Linked DNA regions of Macaca mulatta: region 1 is linked to region 2. Evidence: chromatin contacts called from public Hi-C data. All regions are on one chromosome and are shown on one strand. The core of a region is the stretch at or near the end of the contact, and the rest is flanking DNA. Distances in the headings are between cores, read along the strand shown. Region 1 holds the start of SGSM3 (small G protein signaling modulator 3). Region 2 has its middle 17 kb from the start of MRTFA.

Evidence for each region. A called contact is a pair of places that touch in the nucleus more often than the background predicts.
Region 1: a contact with region 2 is called in a Hi-C map of cortical neurons, with 4 times the contacts expected there. The contact joins the promoter of SGSM3 here to the enhancer-like site in region 2. A contact is called at or near these places in 2 of 14 Hi-C or Micro-C datasets (cortical neurons and fetal cortex germinal zone).

Annotation. Positions count from the first base shown.
Region 1 is chr10:11,156,144-11,162,534 of T2T-MMU8v2.0, forward strand. SGSM3 (small G protein signaling modulator 3) reads right to left here and starts at 2,478. Exons shown (of 22, transcript XM_077949655.1): 1 at 2,396-2,478. ADSL (adenylosuccinate lyase) reads right to left here. Exons shown (of 14, transcript XM_077949733.1): 13 at 6,382-6,391.
Region 2 is chr10:10,879,620-10,886,981 of T2T-MMU8v2.0, forward strand. No RefSeq gene overlaps it. Among named protein-coding and RNA genes, the nearest start is that of MRTFA, 17 kb to the right of the region's middle. Within about 2 kb of position 4,477, at least 26 of the 40 cell types and tissues checked have an H3K27ac peak or open chromatin away from gene starts, as enhancers often do. A contact at or near this core is called in cortical neurons and fetal cortex germinal zone, where this site is marked.

The DNA.
Region 1 (6,391 bases), core at 1,228-3,727, 270 kb after region 2:
GAGAGTAGTTTCAACAGAGTTGAGGGTAGAAGCCAGACTGCAATGAACAAAGCAGTAAATGTTAGAGAAGAATGTAGAGTCTGCTTCTTAAGGACAAGTCTAGAAAGGAAAAGCAGGAGAAATGGTAGTAATTTGAAGGGAAATATGATCCACAGGGAAGTTTCATATAGTTTTAAGAATGAGAAATACTTGAACACAGTTGTTAAGGTAGTACAGCAGTTAAAAGAGAGGAGTTTAGAGTCAGGTAGACTTAAATTCTGTGTTTGGAAAGCAGAAGGCATTCAATAAATGGTTTCAATGATTATTACTACAGGTAGGAGCCTGCACTCTGGTGTTCTAACCCCTCCCACATATCCTGTGCTCCAGTCTAGATTCCCTAAGTCTGTGTATAATATGTGATGGCAAAGAAACAGGATCTTTTTTTCTTCTGTAACACTCATTGTGCTATTCCCATTTCCTTGTGACAGTCATTGCATGAGCTCATGAATGGCTGCTGTGGAAAATTACTGACGTCACCAGCTGAATAACAGGCTATCTGGAGAGTAAGCAAGATGAAACTCATGTTAAATTATCAAAGGTACAAGATTTTGGGCTCCTGCCAAAACCTTCATTGAGAACTAAGAGAAAAACTGAAAACACACAGAGCTTTTTTTAAGCTTCTGAGCCAGCAGGATGTTCCTACATCCACTCTAGCGACAGAAAGATGGCTGTAAAATAAAAGAGATGATTATCTCCTCACTTCCCTTCTCAATATTTCACCCTAATGTCAGGTTCATTTCTGTGAGGTTCTACCCCAGTTCACTTTTCTATCAACCTGATATGTTTCCAAATTCACGAGGTATGCGTTTTTACATTGAAGCAATTGTTTGTTTACAGCCTTTTAATGTTCTGGTCATTGGTTATGTTCACCTGTTACCCATAGCTGATCAACAGACACCTCACCCTCTCCCCTCCCTCCCAGACCACAAACCTCCACGCTTAAAAAGGGACACGGAGAAGAACTAAAGCTCAGGCTACTGTGATAATTAGGGATGAAAAAGCTGCATTCACTTAGGACTATCAAAAGCCAGGAAAGATATCTATCTATAGAATTACAAATTAATCCGGCCTGGCGCAGTGGCCCACGCCTGCAATCCCAGCACTTTGGGAGGCCCGAGGCGGGCGGATCACCTGTGGTCAGGAGTTCGAGACCAGCATGGCCAACATAGTGAAACACCCCCTCTTTACTAAAAATACAAAAATTAGCCGGGCGTGGTGGCGGGCGCCCGTGGTCCCAGCTACTCAGGAGGCTGAGACAGAAGAATCCCTTGAACCCGGGAGGCGGAGCTTGCAGTGAGCCGAGGTCGCGCCACTGCACTCCAGCCCAGGCAACAAGAGCGAAACGCAGTCTTAAATTAAAAAAAGAAAAGAAAAGAAAAAAAAGAATTACAAATTAATCACCAAGAAGAGAAATATGTAGAACAAAGATGTAATTCAGTTGTTTAGAGTGCAGAGAGAATTGGAACTAAAAGAGATGAGCAAGAAAAGTGGGAAGTGTATATACTTACAAACCTAATCACAAACCTGTCACGCAAACTACGAGTAAACGAGTCGAAGTTGAAAATGCAGTTTTTGTGAAGCAGAGTCTGATTGGACTTGAATTTACTAAGAAAGAATCAAGAAGGGTGTGGAATATTCCAGGATATCTCTATCCCACCACAAAACAAAAAGCCATCAACCCACCCCAACTCTAGTCACCCAGTCACTGAAAACCTTTGAAACAGCTTCATTTTTCTCTCCAAATAAAAAAGAGCCTAGATCAGTAAACTAAGTATGAGAATAATTTTCAAAATTCCAATCCTAACCACACCGGGTGATTCTGGCTAACGTATGCCTCAGTTTCCCCCGTGCTAAAATGCAAACACACCTGTGTTCCGAGTCTCGGCGTGGATCCGAGCCTGGGTTCTGCACCTGGATCTGACTCTCAAAGGGAAAGGCGCAAGTTAAACCTGAGGAGGAGTCTGCAGCTGTCCCCGTGCCGGAGCCAGCCAGGCTTTTTAAAAAAAGCCCCCCGCATCAGGCGCGGTTTCTGTAAAACCGCTCCCGGCTGCCAGCGCGGTGGATTCCGGTTCCCGCCCCGAACACCTGAGGTGGCCTCGGCCGTCTAGGGTCAGCCGGTCCGGGGTACGCAGCCGACCTCTCCGCCCCGCCGCGTCCCCGGCCCCCATTCCACCCGCGACGCGAGTAAGGTCGGCCCGGCGGCTCTCCGGCCCGAGGCGGTGCTTCTCTCTAGTGGGCGCCTTTGGCCCGTACATCCCTCGGTCAAACAGTCCGACCACAAACGCCCCGCAACCCCAGCCTGAGGGGAACTTGTGGGCGCCGTTCAGTCTCTGCTGACTCCCGTCCCCGCACTCACCTGCCCCACGGGCCACCTCAGCGCCAATCCGGGTCAGGTTAGCGGCTTCCCCGCTCGCACCCAGTCGGCGCTCAGCGGCGCCTAAGCGCACGCGTGGCGGGGCGGAGCATAGGCGGCCGCGGGTCATGCTGGGGGCTGTAGTCGTTCCCGCCCACTTGGCGGGACGCGGCCAGGAGCTTTGCGACCCCGTCCCAAGGCCTGCAGGCACAGCGATGCTTTTGCCGTCTCACCAATCCTCACATCCACCCAGGCTTCATCATACCTTTCTGGGGACTCCTAACCCTTGTGCTTCCACTAAAGCTATGGTTACAAACATTAGAATCTCCTGGTTCTTAAATGAAACTGAGCACCAGCCAGGGAAAGAGGGCATTAAGTGTCCAGGTGTCTGACTTCAGCTGAGCAGACATTTCATCAGTTGTCCCATGTTCTGCCCAGAACCTAACATCTGGGTAGTTTTGATGCTGGAGTCTGCGTGAGTTTAAACCAATCTTTTTTTTTTTTTTTTTTTTTTGAGGCGGAGTCTTCACTCTGTCGCCCAGGCTGGAGTGCAGTGGCACCATCTCGGCTCACTGCAAGCTCCGCCTCCCGGGTTCGCGCCATTCTCCTGCCTCAGCCTCCTGAGTAGCTGGGACTACAGGCGCCCGCCACCGCGCCCGGCTAATTTTTTGTATTTTAGTAGAGACGGGGTTTCACCGTGTTAGCCAGGATGGTCTCGATCTACTGACCTCGTGATCCGCCCGCCTCGGCCTCCCAAAGTGCAGGGATTACAGGCGTGAGCCACCGCGCCCGGCAGTTTAAACCAATCTTAAAGAAAACAGCCTGGGTTAACATAGTGAGACCCTGTCTTTACAAAAAACAACAAAAAATTAGCCAGGTGTGGTTGTGTGTGCCATAGTCCCAGCTACTCAAGAGGCTGAGGTGAGAGGATCGCTTGAGCCAGGAAATCGAGGCTGCAGTGAGCTGTGGTCACACCACTGCACTCCAGCCTGGGCGACAGAGCGAGATCTTGTCTCTCATATATATATATATATATATATATGATATATATAAAAATGTACATTTAACATGTTTTCCAGTGAACATGCAGACCATCAAATTAAAATGCTACATGGGAAAATCAGATTACAGAGTTGCATACAAGTGTGTAAATACAGAAACAAAGGAGAATGGAAAAGGAAAGAAGACAGAGATGCACCAACAAATCCACCCACTCAAATAGTCCAGGAAGAAACCAGGTCAAATCGCCAATCACTGGAGACCATTAGTCTAACAGAATTGTTAGGACAGGAAGAAGACTGTTATCTTATTTCCTTATTTTCTATGAGGAAATGTATTAACTAAAATCCATGGTATCCTATATCCCCAACATCTGTTATGTAATATAAAGTCTCACATTAGATAAACTGATAGTAGTTGCTGCCTCTAAGTTGCCCATACCAGAGAAGGAAGTAGACAGAATATCTGGTCAGAGTCCAATGACTTAATTTCCTTGTTTCAGACTTATCATTTCAGGATTTTTTTTTTTTTTTTTTTTGAGACTGAGTCTCGCTCCATTGCCCAGGCTGGAGTGCAGTGGCATGATCTTGGCTCACTGCAACTTCTGACTCCTAGGTTCAAGCAATTCTCCTGTCTCAGCCTCCCGAGTAGCTGGGACTACAGGTGCCTGCCACCATGCCCGGCTAATTGTTTGTATTTTTAGTAGAGATGGAGTTTCACCTTCTTGGTCAGGCTGGTCTTGAACTCCTGACCTCAGGTGATCCACCTGCCTCGGCCTCCCAAAGTGCTGGGATTACAGGCATGAGCCACCACCGCACCTGGCCCTTTTCAAGATTTTTTAAAGAGATGAATAGAGTGACTCTTTCTGGAAGTTGAGCAAATGGCTCTATGCTATCCCCACTTGCTTGCTATACTAGCCTATATTCAGAATTTGGTTTTCAGAATTGCCTTCTATTGTTTTTCCCAATAGGTTGAGCTCTTCTCTTAGGTTGGCTTTAAGTGACAAGTTCTCGCTATGTCACCCAGCCTGGACTGAACTCTTGGGCTCGTGACCCTGTTGCCTCAGTTTCCCAAGTAGCTGGGACTGCAAGTGCGCATCATCTCAACCTGCTTTTCTGGCTACTTTTAGATAAAACTGGAACCGATTCAGCCTCCTCTCCCCCACAACATTCCTAACTAGGCAGTCTTCCAGCTTCTGCCTGACCTGGGAGATTGAGGGTGGATTGCTAATCTCAGTGGTTCCAATGTCTGGCCCCAAGCCAATCTCAGAGCCTTAATAATGGGTATTGATCTCAGTGTCTCTTGGGGCAACACACAATCAAGTCACTCTTCCTCCACGCGGCAATATTTGAAGTGCTGACAAGTTTTCTCCTGGATAGGATAAAGAGCCCTAACATTCCTCCACCACAAGATCTTTTTGGAGGTTCGCTCTCCAGTTTCTCTCTGTTCCTCAGACTGGGTATCCAAAATTGAATGTAATGCCAAGAGTGGGGAGCAGTAAGCCTCTGGTGGCTTTCTGGGCACTGGACAACCATTAACACCTCCTAAAACAGTCTTCTCTCAGTTCTGGTGCATACTGAGTTTAAGGTTAATTTATTTACATTGATCTTATTTTTCCTCTTAGTTTAAGGCACATCATTTCAGCCTGTTTAGGTTATAGATGAAAACTTATTTTACCAAATAAATGTACTTGTTAATTCTCCCAGTTTTGTGTCATTTACAAATCTGATAAACAAAAGCTTTCATTTTCATCTATGCTGAAAAATACGTAGGATGAGAATGGGCTAAATAACAAGGGCTCTCCTGGCAGGTAGGTAATTAACTCAATATTTGGCTACAGTTGCTTCAATCAGCTATAATACTGCAACAAGGAAGTTGGGCGTGGTGGCGGAAGCTGGAAGACTGCCTAGTTGCCAAGTATCTGATGTGCTCTTGCTATTGGAAATACAACAAGGAATGACACAGACAATGTTCAATGTTCTTGTCCAATGGCATTTGCTTACACTGTAAACAAGTAAAAAAGAAAACAAGATTAGGCCGGGCATGGTGGCTCATGCCTGTAATCCCAGAACTTTGGGAGGCTGAGATGGGTGGATCACTTGAGGTCAGGAGTTCAAGACCCGCCTGGACAACATGGCAAAACCCCATCCCTACTAAAAATACAAAAGTTAGCCAGGTGTGGCGGCGGGTGCCTGTAATCCCAGCTACCTGGGAGGCTGAGGCCGGAGAATCGCTTGAACCCAGGAGGTGGAGGTTGCAGTGAGCCAAGATTGTGCTACTGCACTCTAGTCTGGGTGACAGAGCAAGCCTCAACAACAAAATCCATGCAACAAGGAATAAAGACTGTCAGGTGCCCTGATGAAATCAATATACTCAATTAGCATTTCCCTGATATATAAGCCTTATCAAAAGATGAAATGAGGTTGGGCACAACTTTGGCTGAATAAGCCTGATGGTCACATCAGGGTTTTTTTTTTGTTCTGTTTTGTTTTTAAGTATTTACTGTAGTTCCAAACTTCATTACTTATACTAGCCAAAAATAACCGAAATAAAAGGTATATCTGATCATGGACTCAATCACTGAGTCCAGGCTATTTTGCTAGACCTAGATCTAATTCACTTTTAGAGGACAGGACCAGAAATTTCTTGCTACTTTACAAGCAAACGAACACGTGAAAAGGACTAAACTTGAGGCAGCTGGAAAATATGCCTTGAAAGAACAGAGATCAAGTACGAACTACATTTATTATGCAAGTTTGTGTTGTTGTAAACAACAGAGTAAACTTCAATGCTCTTTGTTTCTGCATTGTTGAGAAATATGAGACTGAGAAATGGGAAAGACCATGGATAGAAGAAAGTGCTGTATTAATTTAAGGTAACAATTCTCGAGGTAAAATAAGACATTACAGTAACACAATTTTCATGCCTCAGCAATTAATGATTTTTCGTTTAATTCTCTTCCAACTCTAGAGACATAATTCTGCTTTCACCTTCATCACA
Region 2 (7,362 bases), core at 3,227-5,726:
CAAGCTCCGCCTCCTGGGTTCACGCCATTCTCCTGCCTCATCCTCCCGTGTAGCTGGGACTACAGGCGCCCACCACCACGCCCAGCTCATTTTTTGTATTTTTTGTAGAGATGGGGTTTCACTGTGTTAGCCAGGATGGTCTTAATCTCCTGATCTCGTGATCCACCCACCTCAGCCTCCCAAAGTGCTGGGATTACAGGCGTGAGCCACCCTGCCCGGCCTTTTTTTTTTTTTTCAGACAGGGTCTCATTCTTTTTTTTTTTTTTTTTTTTTTTTTGAGACGGAGTCTCGCTCTGTCTCCCAGGCTGGAGTGCAGTGGCCGGATCTCAGCTCACTGCAAGCTCCGCCTCCCAGGTTCACGCCATTCTTAGACAGGGTCTCATTCTTTTGGTCAGACTGGGGTGCAGTGGTGCGATCACAACTCACTGCAGTCTCAACCTCCCGTACTCAAGGCTGCAGTGATCCTCCAGCCTTGACTTCCCGAGTACCTGGGACTACAGGCATGCACGACCACACCCAGCTAATTTTAAAAATTTTGTAGAGATGGAGGTCTCGCTATGTTGCCCAAGCTACCCTCAAGCAATCCTCCCATCTGGGCCTCCCAAAGTGCTGGGATTATAGGCATCAGCCACTGCTTCCCACCAATTTTTGTGCTTTAAAGGACACCATCAAGAGAGTGTAAACAGCCGGGTACAGTGGCTCATGCCTGTAATCCCAACACTTCGGGAGGCCGAGGTGGGAGGATGCATTAGTCCATTCTCACTCTGTTATGAAGAAATACCCGAGACTGGGTAATTTATAAAGCAAAGCGGTTGCATTGACTCACAGTGATCCTCTCATCTCAGCTTTCTAAGTAGCTGGGACTTCAGATGCACATCACCATGAATTGTACATTTTAAAATGATATATTTTTTGTTTGTTTTGTTTTTTTGTTTTTTTGAGATGGAGTCTTGCTTTGTTGCCCAGGCTGGAGTGCAGTGGCGCGATCTCGGCTCACTGCAAGCTCCCCTTCCCTGGTTCAAGCAATTCTCCTGCCTCAGCCTCCTGAGTAGCTGGGACTACAGGCGCACACCACCATGCCCAGCTAATTTTTTGCATTTTTAGTAGAGATGGGGTTTCACTGTGTTAGCCAGGATGGTCTCGATCTCCTGACCTCGTGATCCGCCCGCCTCGGCCTCCCAAAGTGCTGGGATTACAGGCGTGAGCCACCACACCCGGCAAAATGATGTATTTTTATTGTATGTGAATTATATTTCAACAAATGTGGTTTTTGTTTGTTTGTTTTTGTTTTTTTGAGACAGGGTCTCACTCTGTTGCCCAGGCCAGAGTACAGAGGTATCATCAGTTCACTGCAGCCTCGAGCTCCTGGGAGCAAGAGATCCTCGAACCCCAGCCTCCAGAGTAGCTAGGACTACAGGTGTATGCCACCAAACCCGGCTAATTTTTTTTTTTTAAAGGGAACACAAAGTCTTGCTGTGTTGCCTGGGCTGGTCTCAAACTCCTGGACTCAAGTGATCCTTCCACTTCGGCCTCCTAAAGTGCTGGGATTACAGGCATGTGCCACTATGCCCAGCCAACAAATCTGTGTTTTGTTTTTGTGAGATGGGGGTCTCAGTCTGTCACTCAGGTTGGAGTGCAGTGGTGTGATCTCAGCTCATTCCAACCTCCGCCTCCCAGGCTCAAGTGATCCTCCCACCTCAGCCTTCCCAATAGCTGGAACCACAGGTATGCACCATAAGGCCCGGCTAGCTTTTTGTATTTTTTGGTAAAGATAGGGTTTTGCCCAGGTTGGTCTCGAACTCCTGAGCTCAGGCAATTCACCTGCCTCAGCCTCCCAAAGTGCTGGGATTACAGGCATGAGCCACTGTGCCCAGCCAGCAAATCTGTTTTTAAAAGGTATCGGGGAGGAGGGCTGTGGACAGAGGAAGCACTTAGAAATGCAGTCTCCACTCTGGTCCTTGGGACAAATGGCCAACTGTGGATATTAGTTTCCTACTCCTTGTCTCTTTTCACTCTGCTTCCTGGGAGCGTCATCCAGTTATACCTTGCTGACCATTTGGCAGGCCACTGGGAACCACCTTGAACATGCTTTGCAGAGAGGCGCTTCCTGAGGACACCCTCTGAACTGCAGTGTGAAGATGGGTTTCAGCTGGTTTTGCTGACAACATCGGAATCAGTAACTTGGATGAGTGCACTCCTTGGCTCTGCCACTGACTTGCTGTGTCATCTAGTAAGTCCCCTGATCTGCTTGGTGCCAAATGGTAACTGAAGTAAAATGAGCCTGCCTTGGGATACTCTTTGCTGTGGGTTTTATTTTTTTTGAGACAACCTTATAGTAACTAACATTTGTACAGCCTTTTACACACGTGCCTTGTCTCAGCTGATCCGGTGAGGCAGATGTGATCCCTACTGACAGATGTGGGGACTGCGGAGCAGAGATTTGGGCAGTTTTCCCAGAACCATCCAGCTGGCACGGTGCAGCCAGGCCCCAAGCCCAGGCCTTCCACTCTTCTGACTCCAAATTCTGTGCTCATTCCTCTCCATGGGGCTCCCTTGTGATGCGACTTTCTTCCTATCCTAATTCCAAAATACTGATGTTACTGAGCTATATAACTCTTATCTTAAAAAAAGGAGAACAAAACCAAAATGCCAATGTCAAGGAAACTGCCACACTTCAGTTGGTCTCACCCTTGTATTTTTAGCCTTTAGAGACAGCCCCTTTCTGGACTACCCTCTTCAGCCTTTTTCCAACTGGTGGTCAGTCCTGTCCCACTTCAGTTCTGCAGCGTCTGGGTCTTGATTTCATGCAACTGAACAGGGGCTGGCTTGCCCTGTGACACAGGGCAAATGTTTGCAGAAAGGACTGAGGTGGGGTGAAAGGAAAATCCGGTTCTTTTAGAACTCCTGTTTTTGTTGAGCACAGAGGACACTTCAGGGTCAGGCCTCTTCTCCTGCTTCCCCCAATACCCTGTGTTACCCTTAAACATCTTAAGGTTTCTAGAAAGGGCTATGCGCCCCTGTAACTTCTGCACATGTTGACCCTTCGGGCCTTTTTTTTTTTTTTGAGACAGAGTTTCACGCTGTCACCCAGGCTGGAGTGCAGTGGTACAATCTCAGCTCACTGCAACCTCCGCCTCCTGGGTTCAAGCGATTCTCCTGCCTCAGCCTCCCGGGTAGCTGGGACTACAGGCACATGCCACCATGCCCTGGCTAATTTTTGTATTTTTAGGAGAGACGGGGTTTCACCATGTTGGTCAGGCTGGTCTCAAACTCCTGACCTCATGATCCGCCCACCTCGGCCTGCCAAGTGCTGGGATTACAGGCGTGAGCCACTGCGCCCAGCCCCCAGCCCTTACAGGCATTTTCCTTCAACAAACCTCAACAACCAGACCCCTGCTTCGGGCTAAGGCGCTAGCGCATTCCATGGTGATTAACCATTTTTCTTATTGTCTCCAGACTAGACTCTGAGCACCCGGAAGGCAGGAACGTTGTCCACACCTCCCAGTTGGGGGCCTGGCACAGAGCAGGTCCTCCGCATTGAACGCTCCAGCTTTAGAGTGGTTCTGCACAGCTCCCCTTGCCTTTCTTTCTTTACCACCATTTCTTCTCCTCTCCTCTCCCCTAAAGGCACAGAGATCCGTTTGTCAAGACTAAGTTTAGGGTGCGGTGGGGAGGGCAGGAGGTGGAGCTAGCCAACCTTCCAATCCCCGGCCCTCCCGCCTGCCCCCACCAACCCCGTCCTGCCTCATGGAACTTAGGTTTGAAACACAGGGAAGAACCGGAGGAGGGCCTGCTAGCCGCGGGGCAGACCACAGCAGAGCCCTGGGGCGCTCCCCGGTGCTGGGGTTTGGGGCGGTGGCAGCTGTGTGCCCACCCCGGGAACAGGCTGCACGGGCCGGGTGCAGAGAGCCCACCCCGGACCAGGCTGCACGGGCCTGCAGACAGCACCGCAGCCTGGGCTGGCAGCCTTTTCCAAGGGCTGCTCTTCACTTCCGCCTCCCTCTCCCGTCACTTCATCAACGTTCTAGGAACCATGGTGAGCCCACGCTTCTTCATTCATTCCCGCCCACTCACGGCACAAGCCCACGTCACAGGAGGCATGACTCGCCTCGGAGGCTGATTAGCTTTCCAGGCAGCATCCAGCTCACGCAGGCGCTGAGTCAGTGCCGCCTAAGCCCGGCCAGGAGGGAGGTGACTCAGGCCCGGAACTGTGGGTCTCCTCCCCTCCAGCCCTGCCAAGCAGCCTGCGGCCAGGAGAGGCCACCCGGGGTCAGGCCCTGGGCTAATGCTCTGGGTGCTAAGCCCTCCTAAGTCCCCACAGACCACCCGTAAGGCACGTACGTGTTGCCAGCTGCCCCGCATCCTCTCTCCCCATCTCCCGGGGAAGACCCAACAGCCCTCGGGTTTCCAGCCGGTCTCCTCGGCAGGGGACGGGGGCAGTAGTAACTGTCCTGGATGTGGCCACATTGATTGGCTCAGGGCTGGGCATGTGATCTGTTGGAGCCAATAAGAGGCATTGAGACTCAGGCTAAAATGTCTGGGACAAAGCCTCTCTTCCTTATTTTCGCTCGGCTCAACTCCAGGGGTCCTAGAGCTGGAGCTGGAGCTGCTGGCTCCAGCTTGCCAGCGTGTGAAACCTGCCACTGACACCAACCATGCGGAAAAGAAAGAGAAATGGCAGGAAACTGAGTCCTGGTTATATTCTGGAGTCCTGAATCCAGCCATACCTGAAGCTGGAATAATATAGGGACTTTTGAAGTTTCCTAGCTTAATGCAGCCCTTTTGCTTAAGTTACTCTGTTTTTTGTCACTTGCAGTTGTAAGAATTTTAATCAGTACCACCATTTGCTACTACATTTAACTAATCCTAAAACATGATTTTTTTTCATCTTAATGGAATCATCATTGCTTCCAAATTTGATAAATTAAACATAGCTGTTCATATTGTCCTAACTTCAACTGAGTTAGGTGCAGTGTTGGTGCTGCATGTACGGAATTGAGTGCTATTTAAAATGTCTTCAAAAAAGCATATAGTGACTCAGCATTTGGATAAAAAGTGATTATGTAGAGAGAAAGGCAAGGATACTGAGCTATAGGGAATGAGGTTAATATTAGTGAAACAACTTTTCTCTTTGGAGAAAGAACTGCTGTTTCCTGACAAAGCAACATGCAAGTGCTTTGTAAAACCGAATACAGGAAGATACCCACAAGTAGAATTTGTGTTACATTTTGTTCCTGAGATATGGATAAAAAGATTGACTATGTATCATACACCAAGCAATGCAACTGAAGGCAGGAGAAATTGTGGAATCTCACAGAACAGGTGAGAGGAATACAAAGCAATGAGTTACTGTAACTAATTTGTGACTTTGTGTAGAGCCACCTTTAAGACACTGCTCTGTCATAGCCCTTTTGCTGGTGTGTTCTCTTAGGTTAGCCCTTGCTGGACCCACAGAGAGCTGACCAGCCACAACTAAGCAGGGCATTGTAGCTAAAAGGCTGGACTGTGGCACTAGATGGTCTGTGTTCCAATCACAGCTCTACCATTTACTGCCTGTTTGAACTCAGCTAAATTACTTAACCTTCATCTATAACCATCGGAATGCATTATCACTCGCATTTTGCAAAAGTGCTGTTAAAGTCACTTGCACCAGGCGCAGTGGCTCATGCCTATAATCCCAGCACTTTGGGAGGCTGAGACGGGTGGATCACCTGAGGTCAAGAGTTCAAGACCAGCCTGGCTAACACAGTGAAACTCTGTCTCTACTAAAAATACAAAAATTAACCAGGCATGGTGGCGCACACCTGTAATCCCAGCTATTCGGGAGGCTGAGGCTTGAGAATCACTTGAACCCTGGAAGCAGAGGTTCCCATGATCGGAGATGGTGCCACTGCACTCCAGCCTGGGCAACAGAGTGAGAAGTGAGACTCTGCCTCCCACACACAAAAAAATAAAAAATAAAAAATAAAATTCACTTGCTCAAAGTCACAAGCTGAGTTTGAACATTATGGACCTAATCATTACATCTCATCCATACTGGGTTCCTACTGGTCAAGAGGAGTGGAGAACTGGGGACATCGGTACATCCCTGCTCTGCTCCTAAGCACTCTGGCCTAGACTGGCTGAGTGGAGGGAGAATCAAGTGGTTACAATGGCCTGGCCTTCAATGATACTTGCTGTCATACTGTTTCAGTTCACTAGCTTGGGCCTAAAGAGAGATCCCCTGCTCCCCACAAATCTGTATGTGTGCTGTTTGAATAGTGCCCATAGGTTGTGCCTTGGGTTGTAGTTTTTCCTCCTCTAGGTATCTTATTTATTTATTTATTTATTATTAAATAATGGGGGGGGCGCTCAACTTCTCCCCAACATGGGTTTATCAAGGATTTTTTTTTTTTCTATTTTTTTTGAGTCATGGTCTCACTCTGTTATCCAGGCTGGAGTGCAGTGGTGCAATCTCAGCTCACTGCAGCCTCTGCTTCCCAGGCTCAGGCGATCCTCTGACCTCAGCTACCCAAGTGCCTATGACCACAGGTGCACGCCACCGTGCTCAGCGAATTTTTAAGTTTTTTGTAGAGATGGTGTCTTGCTATGTTTCCCAGGCTGGTCTCAAACTCCTGGGCTCAAGCCATCCTCCCGCCTTGGGCTTCCAAAGTGCTGGGTTTACAGGTATGAGCCACTGCACTGGGTCAAATAATTTTTTTTTTTTTTAAATTTCTGAACAAATAAACGGTGCTTCCTCTGAAAGGAGTTCCAGTGAACACAATTTTCTCCATCTCATTACCATGAGGTTTAGGCCACAGCTGTAAGTTCTCTGTTGTCATTCTCTGTATTCACCCCAACACTCTGTAGAGTGTGCGGTGTGGGAAAATAGACACCCAAGATGAGAAAAGAAAGCAGGAACCTCTGGCCTGGTGTTATGGGAAGGAAGCAGCACACCTTGAGGGGACAGGCCAGGAGTCCAGGTACTGACCCACACCAACGCACAGTGTGGCCCCAAGGAGCTGGGAGTGAGGGGACACATGTAGACAGTGAAGACCCAAGATAGACGGGAAAGGAACTTCTACTTTTTTTTTTGAGACAGAGTTTTGCTCTGTTGCCCAGGTTGGAGTGCAATGGCGCAATCCCGGCTCACTGCAACCTCCACCTCCTGGGGTTCAAGTGATTCTCCTGCCTCAGCCTCCTGAGTAGCTAGGATTACAGGCACATGCCTACATGCCTGGCTAATTTTTGTATTTTTAGTAGAGATGACGTTTCACCATGTTGGCCAGGCTGGTCTCGAACTCCTTACCTCATGATCTGCCCAGCTCGATCTCCCAGAGTGCTGGGATTACGGGCATGAGCCACTGCGCCCAGCTAGAACTT